Linked DNA regions of Sus scrofa: all the other regions are linked to region 1. The links are chromatin contacts, called in public Hi-C and HiChIP or PLAC-seq maps. All regions are on one chromosome and are shown on one strand. Each heading gives the region's core, a stretch centred on a gene start, on an enhancer-like site or on the middle of the called end of the contact. The rest is flanking DNA. Distances are from core to core; before and after follow the strand shown. Region 1 holds the start of PRELID3B (PRELI domain containing 3B). Region 2 overlaps GNAS (GNAS complex locus). Region 3 overlaps GNAS (GNAS complex locus).

The links. A called contact is a pair of places that touch in the nucleus more often than the background predicts. HiChIP or PLAC-seq counts read pairs in DNA pulled down with a chosen protein or histone mark.
Region 2: a Hi-C map of alveolar macrophages shows a contact between it and region 1, with 2.7 times the contacts expected there. The contact joins the enhancer-like site here to the promoter of PRELID3B in region 1. A contact is called at or near these places in 3 of 5 promoter capture datasets (fetal liver, fetal skeletal muscle and liver), 13 of 47 Hi-C or Micro-C datasets (alveolar macrophages, fetal heart ventricle, heart right ventricle and 6 more) and 2 of 2 datasets of contacts at active chromatin or transcription factors (alveolar macrophages and skeletal muscle).
Region 3: an H3K27ac HiChIP or PLAC-seq map of skeletal muscle shows a contact between it and region 1. The contact joins the enhancer-like site here to the promoter of PRELID3B in region 1. A contact is called at or near these places in 3 of 5 promoter capture datasets (fetal liver, fetal skeletal muscle and liver), 8 of 47 Hi-C or Micro-C datasets (alveolar macrophages, embryonic fibroblasts, epiblast stem cells and 4 more) and 2 of 2 datasets of contacts at active chromatin or transcription factors (alveolar macrophages and skeletal muscle).

Annotation. Positions count from the first base shown.
Region 1 is chr17:59,183,450-59,186,592 of Sscrofa11.1, reverse strand. It overlaps PRELID3B (PRELI domain containing 3B), which reads left to right and starts at 1,515. Exons shown (of 6, transcript NM_001113697.1): 1 at 1,515-1,744. The coding sequence starts at 1,713.
Region 2 is chr17:59,007,264-59,010,406 of Sscrofa11.1, reverse strand. All of the region lies in intron 1 of GNAS (GNAS complex locus), which reads right to left. Among named protein-coding and RNA genes, the nearest start is that of GNAS, 23 kb to the right of the region's middle. Within about 2 kb of position 1,471, at least 2 of the 83 cell types and tissues checked have an H3K27ac peak or open chromatin away from gene starts, as enhancers often do. A contact at or near this core is called in alveolar macrophages, where this site is marked.
Region 3 is chr17:59,048,113-59,051,255 of Sscrofa11.1, reverse strand. It overlaps GNAS (GNAS complex locus), which reads right to left. Exons shown (of 13, transcript NM_001130215.2): 7 at 260-314; 8 at 51-124. The region is part of intron 2 of LOC110257458 (a long non-coding RNA gene); the gene reads left to right. Among named protein-coding and RNA genes, the nearest start is that of GNAS, 64 kb to the right of the region's middle. Within about 2 kb of position 1,420, at least 54 of the 83 cell types and tissues checked have an H3K27ac peak or open chromatin away from gene starts, as enhancers often do. A contact at or near this core is called in alveolar macrophages, embryonic fibroblasts, fetal liver and 6 more, where this site is marked.

The DNA.
Region 1 (3,143 bases), core at 266-2,765:
CAGCTTCAGGGTGCTCCAGGAATAGCAGGGACAGGCTGTTCCCTGCTGATGGTTCCTGAACCAGTGTTTTTAACAACCAGCAACATTAAATTCGCACCTTAATCACGGCTGAAGCACTCAGCAGCCCTTAAAGCATTAACTCCCCAAGAATTCACTCTAACTACTGTAGGATTTGGGTTTTTTTCAGTCCTAGGTACCACAAATTGCACTTAGCAACTACCTAACCATATTATTTCCTTCCTGTCTAATGTAATTTTTGTTTCTTTTTATAAAGGGCTTCGGCTATTTAAAAAAATTATCCTCCCTCCTAAATTAACCTGGCTTTTATTTGTTTTTAACAATCAAAGGAGCTAAGAACAAGAATGAGGCAATGCTTCTAACTAGCTTCTAAGTAGCCAAATGTAAAAATCTTCCTCCATAGCCATCGTTCAAAACAGCAAATTGTTTTCTTAGGGGGTACCGACCGTTTGTGGATTGTGGTGGGGACCGGGGGAGGGAGGGCTTATCCTGAAAGCTAGGCCGGTTTGTCCACTGATCAAGGCTCATTTGTGGATGAAGCCACGTGCCGTTCCTTCCTGCCCCTCACACCTTAGTCATTCACTCATTTATGCAACAAACATTATGTAGGTGCAGGGGATGGTTGGACAGGTCTGGCAGGGGCCTCAGCCTCAGGAGCTTACAGTCTAGTGGAAGCCAGACAGATAAAGAAGGTGACTCCATTAGTTCGTTCACTCTGCAAATAATTATTATTGCCTTTTTCAACAAATAGCCATTGAGCCCTTCCTGAGCATCATCTTTGACCACGACAGGCAAGATCCTTGTCCTCAAGGGCTTACATTTGAGTGGAAGTTAAACAAGGTGATCTCAGGGAGTGAGAAGTGCTAAGAAAAATGCAACAGGATGTTGTGACGGAGGCACTAAAGGCTGGGGGCGCTGCCGAGGAAGGGGACACCGAGCTGAGACCCATCCCCTAAACCCAGCGCCAGGGAGCTTTCCATCTGCACTGCTGAGCAACTGCTGAGCACTCGTGCTTCCTAACCACACCTCTGCCGGGCGCTAACCGCCGAGGGGCAACATCTGTGGGAGGATGGGTGAAAGGAGCAGAGGGCTGACCGCCTGGATGGTGGTTTGACTGGTTAGCTGATGAACTGGTTGACTCTGGTCCCTCCACTGCCTGGGTTGAGACAGGAGGTAGGAGGAATTTTCTAATGGGGCCCCGTGGACATCTGCTCAAAGGAACACCGAACACCGCAGGGACTGTCAGAGTAAGCGGGGCCGATTGGACCCGTCCACAGACCTCGCAACACAAGGCAAGCACCGGCCGGCCGAGCGAGGAGGTAGAGGCCAGCCGGGCCGGGACCAACTCCGCCCAGAGTTCAGCGCTCCCGCCGACGCCCGCGAGGGGGCGGGCCGCGCCTGCGCAGCACGGCGCCCGCGCTGGCGGCCCCGGACCCTGCCCTCGGAACTGCGCCGGCGCGGTGCGCCTGGCGCTAAGGGGCGGGGTTCCGTTGCGCCGCGCGCAAGGCTGGGGCAAAACCCGGGCCGGGATAGGGCGTGGGGCCGCGCGTCGGGACGTCCCTCGCGTCGGGCCCGAGGGCGCGTGCGCACTGGGCGGCCGGCGGGGCGGCTGAGGGGCGGGGCGGGGGCAAGAGTGGCCTCCTTGCCTCTTTGTGCCCTATCGCCGCCCGGACACCGCGCAGGCCGCCGGCACCATGAAGATCTGGACTTCCGAGCACGTCTTCGAGTAAGTTTGGGGCGGGAGTGGGTCGGCGAGGGCCACGGGGCCACTGCGGGGGGCAGGGCGGGGCGGGCCTGGAGCCGCAGCGGGGCCGGGGCGCCCCTCAGGAAGCTTCCCGGCGTCGGGCCCTCGGGGGGAGCTGGGCCCGAGCCTCGGAACCCTGGGGGGCGCGGGCTCAAGGTCACGTCTCCGGCGACGCCCGGGGCACGGCCCGCAGAGGAGACGGCCTGGGACAGGCTCCACTCCGGTGACGGGGGCGTCGCCGGGCACGAGGTCCTTACCTGCGCTCGGGGTGGGCGAGCCCCCTCGTCGTCGCCCCAGGCCTTCTTGCACAGCCCCGTGGGACGCGACCCCGAGGATCCCCGAGGAAGGCGTGGAGTGTCGAGGTCTGGCCGCCAGGTTTGGGTGGAGTTGCTCACCCGGAAAGTGGATCTAGGGTGAGCCCGGGCGACCAGGAAGCAGAACTTTTCCGGCAGCTCCTTGACCTGAGGATTGGAATTTGTGGCCTTGGAATTTGAGTCCAGGGTCCAGATTGGGCTCCAACAAGCTGTGTGACCTTGGGTTACCCGGTTTCGTCCGAGACGTGGAAGGTGGTGGTGTCCTCAGGGCCTGCCAGCGCTGAGATGCCTGCGAAGCCACGTTCGTTATCATCTTTTGGTTTCGGAGAAATACTTAGGAATGAAAGTAGGCCCTAAATCGGTCGAATGTTGGGAATTAAATTCCCTTCCAGGTCTCTGATGCTCCCTGCAGCAGAACCACACATTTAGATGGCTGGATCCTTTTCTGCCTAAGCACATGGTTGGTAATCTCACTACTTTTTATTGCCTAGTCTTTTTTCTTCTTGATTTGAAATGCCGCCTTTGTCCTAAACACTGTTGTGATTTATGTTTTAATTCATTTCTGAGCTAACTGCTCTATTCCACTGATGTTGCTATTGTTGCCACACTGTTCTAATTTTTATAGCTTGGTAGTTTGTTTTAGCTTAACCATTTGATTTTGTTTTAAACAGTGTTTCCAAGGACAGTTTTTCAACGAAGCTGTAGACTTTTTACATACTCAGTGACTCAGGCACAGGCCAGAGGTCACTGGGTCCTGGAAAGTATAGAATGTTGGAATCAGAGGGAAGAGTCCTTTTCTCCCTCATGTTTACAGGCTTTCTAGCGGGGAAGACCCTAAATTTGTAGTCTTTCTGATGTTCTTTGATGGGGTCACATTCTTCACTGCTGCAGTTCAGCCCTTGGGATCACGAGGGGTTTCTTCTTTACACGTCTCATCTGGGTTTAAATGCTTAGGAGTTTTTGGCACTGTGTCTCCTTAGGCTTTTCTTCCTTAGCACTTCTTCCCTTCTTGTTCCCCATCCTCTTCCCAAGCATTCTGCCCTTCTCTTGAATGCGTCCCTCTTTTC
Region 2 (3,143 bases), core at 222-2,721, 180 kb after region 1:
ATCTGGCCATTTGTTTTTGGGTTCTGGCCGGAGCCTTCTAAGCATTTCCTTGAAAAGATGTTGCACTTGGTCTCAGGCAAAAAGTCAAAATCAACACTCAAAAAACATGCCGTGTGTCGTTTTGAGGACTCTGCAATAAGATCTTTGGAGGCACTTTGCTTAACTAAACTTGGAACCTATTTTAAAAAATGGCATTTTCAACTGAACATGTCCAATATATAATTTATCAAATTACCGATCAGGCTCCACCCTGAAGTAATCTTGACAGTAAAAGCAAAAGTCTAAATTCATACAGCTGTCTGGCGTGGAGAGTAGGGTTTTGTTTTGTTTTTTTCCTTCTAGACTTTGCAGTTAAGTGAAAAGACCACAAATTCCAAGGTCTCTAAGGGGAAAAAAAAACCTTTCGTCCAAAAAAATGAATTCTCTGATGCATCAGTAACATCTGAAAGCTCTACTAGAAGATCAGAAGAGGGCAAAAATGCAAATATCTGCGGCTCAAAATATAAGAAGGAAGCAACTGTCTGCTCCCAGAAGGGTTACCTGGGGGAGAGGCTGGATAGGTACAAACTGGGGGACTCGGCCACTATTTAAAAATAAAATCGTGTATTCCTATTGTCATTATTCCAAGATACTGGTTATAGAATCTGTCCCAGCATAGGGGGTGGGGGCGTGGAGGGCTTGGCCATCGTATTGAAAACCAAGTGCAACTCTCTTGACCGGGAAATGGCCCTGGGTTATGTATTGACACAAGGATGTTTTATTTCTAAAAGATCTTTCGAAGTTGCATTGAAGTACAGCTCATTCGCAGGGCTGTGAACATTTCTGCTGTACCACAAAGTTAAAGGATCAGTTTTGCCTTTCTCAGCATAGTCATTCAGTGGCATTCCTTCCACGGCCCCCCTACCCGCCCCACTGCGTCACTTCCTGCCCTGAAACTTCAAGTGCTCCAAGGCGGGGGGGACCTCTATGCTATGGGCTGGTTCCCTGAGGGCCTGGGACGGAGAGGACGCCCCTGGCAGGCCCCACACCCTGTGGGTGGTGGGCACACACTACCAATGACAGGTCCCACTTGTGTCGGGGGGACACAGGCACAGTGGGGCCCCAGCCGCCCCAGAGCCATGGGATAACGAGTGCCAGCACCAATGACAGCACTAATGAGCAACAATAATGGTAATATAACAACGATGATTAGTGCTGGTCCTTGTCATCTTGGCCCCCCCTTCTCTACAGTGCACGGCAGACAAGGCCAAGACCCTGCCTGCCGTGGACCAAGGCCCCCAAAGGACCCCTGAGTGGCGGACGTGATCGTCTGAGGGTTAAGATCTAGGCAAGCCCTGGTTCACTGAGCCCACTGGTTGGCTCCAGGCCCGACTCGGTTAATCTCAGTCTTGGGCCAATTCATCATTTACTTCCCTGGACGAATTCCCTTTTCTCGTCTACTTAGGGTCATCTGGTGACCTTCTAGTCACTTCCTTTTCTTTGTCTGGCCACACCCACGGCGTGTGGAAGTTCCCAGGCCAGGGGTGGAACCTGCGCCACAGCAGTGACGACGCTGGTTCCTTAACCCACTGAGCCACCAGGGAGCTCCTAGGTCCCTTCTTTTCAGAGATTTTGGGAATGATTTCTACCAGGAAGCACCAACACCGCAATCACCATTTCTGGCGGGTTGCTAGTAAACCGTCTCTCTGAGGATAACTTTTAAGGTGTTCAAGCAACAGCAGGAACGGTCTGCACCTCCCCCAGAATTGGCTGTTGATAATGTTAGGGTGGCGGTTCTCAACTCGGGGTGACATCTACCCAACCCCACCTCCCAGAAGCCACTGGCAATGACTGGCATTTCAGCTGTCACACTGTGTGTGTATGTGGCAGTGGTGGGTGGGGTGGGAGGATGGGGGGCTGTGGGTGTGTGTGTTCCTGGCATCCAGTGGGTAGGAGTTACGGTCCCCCTGGTTAGACAGAGCCCCCCGGAGATGCTAAAACCCCAGCCCAGACTCAACAGGGAAAAGTCACAGCTTAACAATAAAAGGCTAGGTTTGACGGACGCCTGGGGGCCATTAAATCCAGGCTTTGTCTGGGGGCAGGGGCGGGACTGGGGGGGGTAAAGGTGGAGGGGACCCTGCTCTGCCTCTGAGGGCTCTTCCCTTCCTCTCTCGTTTTTTCCTGTGGATGTGACACCTTTCTTCTGCCTGTGTCATCTCACCATCTAGTGGCCACCTGGAATAGCAGCTATCTCTGGGCCCCTCCAGAAGCAGTCATGAATAAAATTCCTCTTTGTGGGGGCAGTGGGCAGAAGGACCCCTGAATGACGGGTCTGATTTTAGGAGTAAGTTGATGAAGCATCTTGGAGTCCTAAAAGACCCAGACAGGGAACGGCTATAAGGAATTAAGATGGACACTTTCTATGATGTTAGCAGCCCACGGAGGCCACAAAACGCAGGCGTTACCTTACAGAACCACCGAGAAGCACGTGGCATCTCTTAAAAGGGTGCGTCTGAGCTCCACACTTCCCAAGTGCCACCGCCTACTCTCAACAGGTGGGGTTGCCTTCTTTCTGAAAGGGGCCAATGGGCTACGTTTCCTAAAGAAACTGAGGCCCAGGCCTGTGGTCCCCAAGGTCGGGGTTGCTGGGAGGAACAGTAGCTAAGACAGGGGACCTGGTCGCCAGGGGCCACCACGAGGCCTGCTTTGAGTTCTTGCGCCTTCTCTTACGAATTACGCTTTCATGTCCAAAAACACCCCACGGCTGCGAACTTACCTGAATGGAGGCTGCCTGCAAGAAATACCTTCACAGCCGTGTGCGGACTCGCGGTCAGTTTGAGGCAAGGCAGAGGCCTTCAGGGAGCAAAGAGGAGGGAGGTAGCATGGTCTTTGGCCGGAGGGGAGAGGCTCCTGGATACACGGAGCTCGACGGCCGGCGCCCTGGAAAGTGGGGGCCAGACACCTTCCTCCGCGGTCCCGGCTCATGAAAGGAAGTTTAAGTGCTCGCAGTGTCCCACACACCACGTAAGTGTGACAACTTCGGAAGCCCCGACTGAGTCACAGCACATTCGGGATGGGATGGCAATTGCTGCCTTGCTACCTCTCTCCTCGCCCCAAACTGAATCATTAAGAGACACGGAGCGAGCGCCGGCGTTCACGTTCTG
Region 3 (3,143 bases), core at 171-2,670, 140 kb after region 1:
ACCTCGAGAAACCTATTTTTCTTTCTAAAAAAAAGGAACCGTTTACTTACTGGAAGTTGACTTTGTCCACCTGGAACTTGGTCTCAAAGATTCCAGAAGTCAGGACGCGGCAGCGGAGCAGGTCCTAAAACAAAGTCTCAGATTAAGCGGTCTCACCAAAACCAACCCAAGTGTTAATCATTGCCAACCTGGAGCAAAAATGCTGACTGGCTTGGAAAGAAGACTCTGCATCCTCTGCCCTGTGAGAAGGGGTGCATACCTGGTCGCTGGGCACGTAGTCAGCCTGCTTGATGACGTCAATCTTGTCCAGGAAGCTGGGAGCAGAAGAAAGACACACGGGGGTGACCACACGTTCAGGCCAATTTGCCCACTATTCCTGCCCAGCCACAAGGTCCAGCTAAGCGAAAACGACCATCCCATGAAGTTCATTAGGGTCAAGCGGATGCCTTACAAAGGTTCGCGCAAATAGGATTTAAGATAAATCAGGACCCCTGGCCTACAGGTACAGCACAGGCCAGTTGGGGGGGGGGGATCTGATCTGGTTTTAATTTGAAAAGACTCGCTCTGTGCAAATCCATCCGCCCAGGGCCCCAAATCAGGCCTGACTGTGTGCCATTGGGTAATGCCTGAGTAAAACAGTACACCCTCAGATTGTTTGGCTTTGACTAAAACGGCAAGTCGTTTGAAAACTGTACACTTCCATGTCAGGGAGTTTTTGAAAAAATGAAGAAAAAAAAAAGGGCACGCTTAAAAGAAGCAAGGATTTTTTTCGCCCAAAGGACGAATGAAGATGAGATTGCTGGATTAACTCAGAAAGGGTATCTCTCCTTTTAGGAAGTGGCCCTCTCGGCCCGCACCGCACCGAACAGGAAACAGACACCAGTTCCCTTCCGTCCTGCTTGGTCCGTGAAGCAGACCAGCCCAGAGAGGAAGCTTTCAAAGCACCTCACCGCCATCCAGGTTTGGGGCCCCAGGCAGGCAGGGGGCGCGCACCGTGGCGGCGCGGGGTCTGGGGGTCTCAGGGGTGAGAAGGCTGTCTAGGGGTGAGAATGCTTCCTCCCTCCCAGAGTCGGGAGGCTCTTTGCTTGGGTTGCCCGACTGGACACACTGTTAGGAAAAATAACTTTTAAAAGACTGGACTGAGGTAATTACCATGGAAAGTTAATGTGGAAACCAGCTTTTGGGGGGGGGGGAAGGGGGGATGGGAGGTGTTGGAAAGTGAGCTAATCAGAGAAGAAAATCAAAGCGAGAAAAATTTAAAGAAATTCTATAAGGTGGTGCCCCCCCCCCTTTCCTTTTCACCAGTTTAAAGTGAGTCTGGCTTCGAGGATACACTAACTTGCCCAATCAGGCTTACATTACAGCACCAGGCCAGAAATAGCTCCCCAGCCGCCCTGGCCTCCAGCACGTTGCCATGGCAACCGAACCACAGGTCTATAAATAGCTCATCAGCACCAAATCTTGTGAGAGAGACATCTGGAGGGGGGCCAGCCAAAGCCCAGCTCAACAAATAAAAACAGGCACCTTAAGGAACGGGCACGTCCCCAGGACCTCGGCCGTAACCTAAAGGCAGTTACGCCAGAAACAGGCGGGCTACGAAGAAGGCAGGGCTGCTGGAGGCGGCTGGCCGGGGAAGGAGACATTTTAAAAGGGTCAAGCTCTGTTCTCTTTTTCTCGGAGTTTCCTTAAAACTTTCCATAAACTGTGCACATGCTGCCATTTGCAGATAAAGTTGCAGGCATGCGTGGATAGGGCTTTCGAAAAACTTTTAAAAAAAACTTTTGAAATGGTGTGCGATTTAAAAAAAAAAGAAAAAAAAAAAAAAGAAAGCTGGCTAAACTGAATTAATGAAGTTGTTACACCCCGCCCCGCCCCCCCAGGGCTCTTAAGAATGGGGTGGTCAAAGCTGCCTAATCCTGTACCTGTGCTTCTGACTTGGATCCAGAAAACAAAAGGCAAACAATTCCAGGATTTCCATGTGTTTTGTGTTACTATAATTAGCACTTCCAGCTTTAAGCTCAAACTTTTGAGAAAATCAGGGACTTTGTTGAAGAAGGGGTGGGGGTGGGGGTCACGGCGACCGGCCCAGATGGACTGTTTCTCTGTTCCTTGAAAAAATATACAAGTTTGCTTGCGTGTTAAGTCACAAAATAGCTGTAGGGGTGACAAGTGAAAAGCATCGAGTGCCCTTGCTGTGGGAAAGCAGGGCCGGTGAAGGGACGTGGACAGCTTTCGCAGACCCCAAGAGGAGCTCGGGTGCTGTGCAGATGACGGGGTTCTGGGGAGCTGGCTTTGTGTGGCCCCAAGTTCCTCAGGCGCGGGGCTCCTGGGTAATGCACGATTTTAGCTTTTGGCGAGCCAGCCTCGTCCCTGGGTCCTGATTACTGAACATTTTCCAAAGCAAATTGTTGGCGTTTCAGTTACTTACACGAGGGGCTGACACAGGATTATCGTATTGTCAGAAAAGACAGTCCAACTTGAGAGCACGTTGCCTGAGACCGCTTGGTACATGTGTGCGACACGAGCAAACAGAGGGTCTCTTTGAGATATTTTTCACGGCTCTGAAGGCCATGTGTCTACCGCACGATGCACAGGGTAAGACAGGTGGTCAAGCTGTCTTAAAGGCAGCCTCCCGGCTGGGCGTCATCAGGCCCACTGCAAGAGAGCCTTGAAGGGACAGGAGGACAGGGCAAGGACCCCTTGGCAGGGGAGGCCCCTTGAATGAGGAACAAGGACAAGAAATGGCATCCAACATGGTGCCCACGCGAGATGAACCCTGGCAGCTGCTGTGGTCCCTTACGGGCGGTGGGGAGGTTGGGGCGGGGGCAGCACATGTCTGTCCTCACCATTCCTCTTTGGCACGTTTTTCAGTTGCGGTAAATACAATACAAAATTGCCACATTATCCGAAGTGTGAGAGCTGTCCCACCTCTCTAAATGCTTGCAGGTCAACTCAATTAATTACTTTGAGCTAATTAACGACGACCATGGCTTTATGGCAGGTGATTATCACTTTGCTCTGCCAGGCATTAAGTGTTTATATAAAATAACGTAGCTGCACTAAAACGTGCCATGAAGGCCCCTAGAAGATAAATGCATCAGACTAGAACCTTCTCAAGGCAGGTGAGACTACCTGGCTGGCTG